Regions from separate parts of the Anas platyrhynchos genome. Here region 1 is linked to region 2. Evidence: chromatin contacts called from public Hi-C data. All regions are on one chromosome and are shown on one strand. Each heading gives the region's core, a stretch centred on a gene start, on an enhancer-like site or on the middle of the called end of the contact. The rest is flanking DNA. Distances are from core to core; before and after follow the strand shown.

Evidence for each region. Hi-C and Micro-C count contacts between places; a contact is called where the count stands out from the background.
Region 1: a contact with region 2 is called in a Hi-C map of subcutaneous adipose tissue, with 2.1 times the contacts expected there. The contact joins the promoter of MRNIP here to the promoter of RUFY1 in region 2. A contact is called at or near these places in 2 of 8 Hi-C or Micro-C datasets (liver and subcutaneous adipose tissue).

The regions. Positions count from the first base shown.
Region 1 is chr14:5,543,231-5,546,314 of IASCAAS_PekinDuck_T2T, reverse strand. It overlaps MRNIP (MRN complex interacting protein), which reads left to right and starts at 1,614. Exons shown (of 7, transcript XM_027468509.3): 1 at 1,614-1,753; 2 at 1,839-1,898; 3 at 1,980-2,077. The coding sequence starts at 1,673. TBC1D9B (TBC1 domain family member 9B) reads left to right here. Exons shown (of 21, transcript XM_027468572.3): 21 at 1-1,132.
Region 2 is chr14:5,375,113-5,378,337 of IASCAAS_PekinDuck_T2T, reverse strand. It overlaps RUFY1 (RUN and FYVE domain containing 1), which reads right to left and starts at 1,550. Exons shown (of 18, transcript XM_005024290.6): 1 at 1,126-1,550. The coding sequence starts at 1,396.

The DNA.
Region 1 (3,084 bases), core at 365-2,864, 170 kb before region 2:
TTCAGGAGACGGTTTTGAGATAAACTTGGTTTTCTAGATTTTGCTTTTCTAATTCGTTGAAAGACACTGTTTTCAGTTTGTCTGGGAAGCCACAAGCTCCTTGACTTCAGTGCAGAAGTAATATTAAGTCAATCAATGGGCCCTTGACAGTTGTAAGGAGGAGGGAGTATGTTCCTGACATACAAGTCAGTGAATCAGCCTCAACATTGCAGATCTGTGGCATGCTGGTCTGCTGGACTTTCCCTGTTGGAGCAGAAAATATTCATTTTCTTGCTGAGTCTCTTTTTTTTTTTTTTGCTAACTAACCATGGGTCCAATTTTCAGAAAGACTCCTAAGAATACTGTGATCAGTCAGCCCTTGCAAATGCTGGGGGTAGGAAGGTTTGCAGGAGCGCTGTGCCACCTGCAGCTGCTGAGTGTGTCCCTTCCGAACATCTCGTGTACAAAGTGTCTGACCACGGACGTGCTCGTAGGAACTGCTGCACATCAGCGGGCGTTTACACCTGAAGAAGAAGAAGGCAAAGCAGTGTGGTGCTCTGCCATCAGCCCGTTACGGGAAACCCGAATAGACTAGATCTCTTTCCAGTTAAGGAGATTAAATAACTGGGAGACTGAGCGACTGCTCTCTAAATCGGCAAAGCCCAGAAGAAACTAAGAGTTAGCCTTCTGGTAGCAGGGCATCTGCTCCGAGGAAGGAGAATTGATGCTGTCTGTACAGCTGAATTCATCTCAGTGCACAAGCATCTGCCTCGAAGGGCCAGAGCGAGAGATGCTGGTGCTCAGCGAGAGCAAACCCTGCACTGAGGGCAAGGTTTGCTACAGCTTCTGGCTGGCATCGGGAATGCAAAGGCTGGGAAGGACGCGTGTGGTCGGATGTTCCCATTTAACACTACTCGGTGTGCTACTCAGTGTTAATCCCCCCTCGTGACGTTCTCTCTGTGTATTCACAGCTCGTACGTATTTCTTATTTTCCTGCCTCCTCTGTCCTGTATCCGGAGAGCAGCCATGAGTAAAACCGCTTTTACTAATTATTCAGTAATTTATTGTAATTTTTTAAAAGTCCAACTACTCCATGTGATTTTACACTGTCTGTCTGACCTGTCATGTACTCAATAAACGAACCAGAACCCGATGGGCATCCTGGGCTGCCTTTTGTTTGTTCCCTGAGCTCCTGGAACGGTGCTTGGGCCTTGTCCATGGCAGTAACCTTAAAGGGCAGACTCGGTGGGGCTGGAGCGAGCCTTTATTGTCATGCTGTGTACTCACTTGCTGTGACTTTACTCACTTTTGGGTGGCTGGAGTGAATTTTTATCATTTTCTGTATTTATTCATTGCGTGGCGCACGCTGTCACCAGCTTCAGGGTGAGAGCTCCGGCTCGGTGGCTACACAACCAGGAGCTGCTTTCCTCCAGGAATAAGGTGACAATGCCCTAATTAACAACCGTGCGCTAATTAATGACCGTGCCCTAATTAACGACCGTACGGCAGCGTCAGGCTGCCAGGGCTGCGGCCCCTGGGTCTGCCTCCATGGGGGGGGGTTGTGGGCGGGGCTTCGTGAGCTGGGGGCGTGGCTTAGTGCTTGGGGGCGGGGCTTAACGGACAGGGGGCGGGGCTTGGGGAGCGGACCCAAGCGCGGGTGGCGTGGTGACGTCAGCGGAAGTCGGCCGTTGCCATGGCGACGGCGGGCGGCGGGATGGCGGCGCCGTGCTGGGTGCTGCGCTGCTGCTCCTGCCGCCTCTTCCAGGCCCAGCAGGTGCGGCCGGGCCGGCACCGGGCACCTGGGGGAGGGCAGCGGGCACCGGGCAGCGTCTGATCCCCCTTTGCTCCCCCCCCCCTAGGCCAAGCGGAGCGCCAAGTGGAGCTGCAGCGTGTGCGGGCAGCGCCAGGCCTTGCTCAAGGTGAGGGCCGCGGCCTCCGCCCCCGCCGGGCCCGCCCCCCCCCGCTCTCCGCGCTGCCCTCCGCGCTGCCTCTCCCCGCAGGTTTACGGCCGGGGGTCGGGCCGGGACTGCAGGCACCACGTCCAGAAGTTAAACTCGCTGCAGGGAGAGGCGGAGGAGGCGATCGCTCGGACAGCTCGGTACGGGACGGGGGGGGGAGGCCGGGGCACGGCTCACACGGCCGGCAGCCGGACAGTGAGCACCGCAGGGGGCTGGGCTGGGTGCCGGCCCTGTCTTCCCCTCCCTGTAACGAGCGGCTTGTTCATTTCGTGGCCTGGCATGCTTCTTTTAACAAGGGGCTTCTTTTAATAATTTTAGTTGGTCGTTAGTGTGTGTTCATCATGCTTTATACCCACTGAAATACACGGAATAGGGCTTAGTTTGCTTTTCTGAAGTTGCACTTTCTTATGTACTGTCTGAGGAGCCAGCTGGCAGTGCCCATCCCTCAGGCTGACAAGCAGTGCAGCTGCGGGCACCCCGGGGAGAAAATCCTCCGCTCAGCTGGCACCACCAAACTGTTGGTGTTCAGGGGTTTCACGTGGTGGGTCTGCTGAGTAATCCCTGCCATCGACAGAAAGAGCAAAAAGTTGGATGTAATTCCTGCTGGGCTGAAAAATCTGAGTAGCACTTTCCTGTTTATTTCATTCCTGAGTCTGTTTATGAATTGCCTAATCTTGAACTGGTCTTGAACTAGTACCGCTTCCTTTTCGCTGAAGGTTATTTTCAGAAATCAGTCAAAGCTAGTTATGTAACTTAGCTGTGTATATGCAGTGCTACTGGGTTAAGCTTTGGGAGGAGAACTCTGTTTGCTTCATCAAAAAGAGTTGGTGTTGCTTTTCCCAAAACATTATGAAATAACTTCCCTTTTTACTTGCTTGCTTGGGATATAATTAGGGGTTTAAGCTGTTGTCCTGAAAGATATGCTGTTATATCTGTAGTTATGATCAATTAAAATTTCCCATTTCATGGTTAGCAGTTTTAGATCAGACTAGCTACTCTGTTTGTATAGGAGAAAGGCAGGCTACACTCTAAATTTTTTCCCAGTATTTGGGCAATGTATCCTGAAAGTCTTTGACATCTATGATCTGCTTTTCTATATTTTTTTGTTTTTTTTTTTCCTGATAGGCTTCCTACCCAGTGTTCCTCT
Region 2 (3,225 bases), core at 301-2,800:
TACTTCAGAGACAGGAGGGTGAAAGGTTGTGGTAAAAGTCTCATTAGGTTTGGGAGCTTCACTTCAGGAAGGAGAATATTGTTTTCTCAACTCCTCACCAAACACCATTGTGTTGAATTACGTCTATTCAGAGCATTATTTCAAACGCAGCTGAAGGTAATGAGATATTCTGCCTCAGATTAAATCCCAGCTGCTCAAGATGGGCATCCAGGTTTGCTGTGAGACTGTAGTGCAGGAAAAGATAAGAAGCTATTTTTTTCAGGACATGATTAATCTTGAACTCTAACTACATCCACTGAAGTATTTTCATAAAAAAAAAGTCCATCAACAATGATTTATTCCACCATGTAGTTACGATTCATCCCCAGAGAAATGCAGCTTGAATACTTAATACTGAAAGCAAGAAGGCCTGAACCAGTTAGCATAACTGAGTTCCACTGCTCCAAAACCATCAAGAACTAGCCTGGAATACAAGACTAACACATCCCATTCCTACATCCGAATGGTTTTGTTTCCACGCTCTAAGTATTACTGAGCTCTAATTTCTGTAAGGATCCCACTAAAGCCTTCTTAATTCCATTTTAAGAAATCTGTTCCATAAATCCATATGGTTACGGTGCTGATGAATACAGATGTTCAGTAAAGCAAGCTGTAACTAAGTAAAGCTATTTTTAGCATAGTTAATTTATAACAAATCTGTTTCCTAGTCCAATTGTCCACTCTCTGACATGAAAGCTGTGCAAGAAGTATCAGCCTGATTCCCTCCCTGAGCCAGCCCCCAGAGCAAGTGATCCAGCCAATCCTTCCTAGCACAGGCAGGCTGCTGCTGAGCAGAACGTAGAGGGAGAGGGAGAAATAGAATTAATAAAAGCCCACCGCACAAAAAATAAAGTCAGCTTTCCCAAACATATTAACAGTTTAGGATTCTTTTGGTTGTAATATACTTCGTTAGTCCCACACCTACGTTGTTTGTATAATTTCCCTTAAATAAAAAACTGCAGCATCAGATTTTTAACAACAAACTCCAAGTAACAACAACGCATCACTCCCTAAGAAACGCCACTTACGGGAGCTAACTTATTTGCGCAGCATAAAAGCAAGGGTACTAAATAAACATAACCATACTTGTTTTTGCTGTGTTGTCATTGCTGACTGGTTTGGATATGAATCCTACCAAAGCTGCAGACTTCAGAGCGTTGCCATAGCTCAGCGCTAAGTTCTCCGAGGCTTTCTTAGCCAGCGACAAGATCGGAGCAGACCACCTCGCTTCTTCTGCCGCTTTCTCTTTTTCCTCGTTCTTCAGCTCGGTTGCACTAGGAATCTGGTTTTTGTCAATGATCTCAAAGTCTTCTTGCCTTCCCGCAGCAGCAGCAGTGCATTTCTCCGCGTCAGCCATCTTCGCCGTGTCATATGACCCTGATCAGGCGCACTCCAGGCAGCAGCCCCACGCCCTGCCCGCTGGCTGCAGGGCAGGCACCAGGTACCCACAGCCCCCTCAAATCTTTTACAGCAGGTGCATGCACCAGCATGACCGAGCCGAGCCTTTCCAGAGCTCTGCAGTTTGCTCCATGTTCTGGGTTAAAGATTTAGGAGGGGGGAGCAGGGAGGGGCATGGCAAACCGAGCAAGAGTTTACTTTTTAAACAAGTTATCAAACTAACAAAAGTGCACTCTGCAGATTTTTTTTTTCATTGCATTGTCTTCCCAAATATTACTTTTATCTAGAAAATTTGTACCAGCTTTTGAAATCCTGGATTTGTTCAGTGTTAGGAAAACTTTAAAAGATCTTTATTACTTTGCCTGTAACTCAGGTCATCCTAGCTTGATGAAACTGGTGGACAGGAATGGCAGGTTCACTGTTGTGAAAAGCGCTTGCTTGTATCGCTGTCACTACAAAATAGCTACAGACAGTAAGACAACTTCTTTAACGTATTTGGGCTGTGGTTGGTAGAAGGCATGTGTCATAAAGGGGAACTGAAATGGCCCTTGTATGAAAATACAGCCTTAGTGTGTGTCACAACTATTGATGGTTTATCGTATATTTTTTCCATCCAGGAACTGTACATACCTGAGATACAGCACTCACATAGTCACGATGTAGGAGATGCTGCACATTAGCTTTTTTACCATACAGAAGAAAGTTTTTTTTTTTTCTTTTTTTTTTCTCCTCCTAAGAAATGAGTGAAGGGGGGAGGGAGTAGTAGAGTTGGGAGGTCAATTGCAGTAAAAGAAATATTCATGTTTATTAGTATTTTATTAGTATTCATGTCTTATTTATTTCCCCCCCTTAAGCTAGTTTAAGATTGATTTTGTCCTCCTGGCTTCTCAGATACTGAAAGTTTAACAACTCCTGCTCCACAAGGTACAAGGAAACTCTTGCATTTTTGTTAGGAATTCAGAGATCAGCAGCCTCTTATTCACACATGATTCATTTGAGCTAAGTATAGGCTGTGAGCGACTTTTGCTAAAAGGGTGCAGAGAGAAGTTTTACTCCATCTAGTGGACTCAAGAAGCACTTGACAGTGGGTTTATATGGCCATAGTATCTAATAGCTTCGCAAGTCCTTTTCTTGCTGTTGCTGACATGAATATACTTCTGTTTGATGTGAGTAAGACTTGACATTGATTTTCTGCCATCACTATCCACCCAATATTAAGAGTCAGGACAATATTTGCTAGAGGAGCAAAGCAGGAATCCAAGCTTCTAAATGAATTATTTTTCAATACAGCTGAAGAATAGGACTTGAAAATTTTTGTGACTGAAAATAAAAACAAACCAAGACTCCTGATCACCTGTCAGTGTGTCGTTCCAACAGCTACAGATGCATTAAAATTCCCTGTACTGCCTTACAATTAGCGACTTTGTAAAAACAGTAATTGAAAGTACCACAGTCTGTGATCATCTTTCTGTAAGTCACTATTAAAAAAACATGTCAGTGTACAGAGTAAAGAAACAACCACAGAGGAAGTAGTTTACATAGGATACAGCTTTAAGCACATTTAAAAAAAAAAAAAAAAGTTTTTTTCTTTGGTTTCGAGCTGTCTTCTTGTCAATGAGAGGCACTATGCATGAATAACGCTACTCACTTTTAGCTCTGAAAGTGGGTTCATTTTTATTTTTGGCTTCTGCAGACGCTGATATTTCACCACTGTAGTCTCTTCTTTACAGACCACTAGTCTAGCTCTTGCTATTCATGTGAAGGTGAACAGCATTTTCTTTTGAGAGC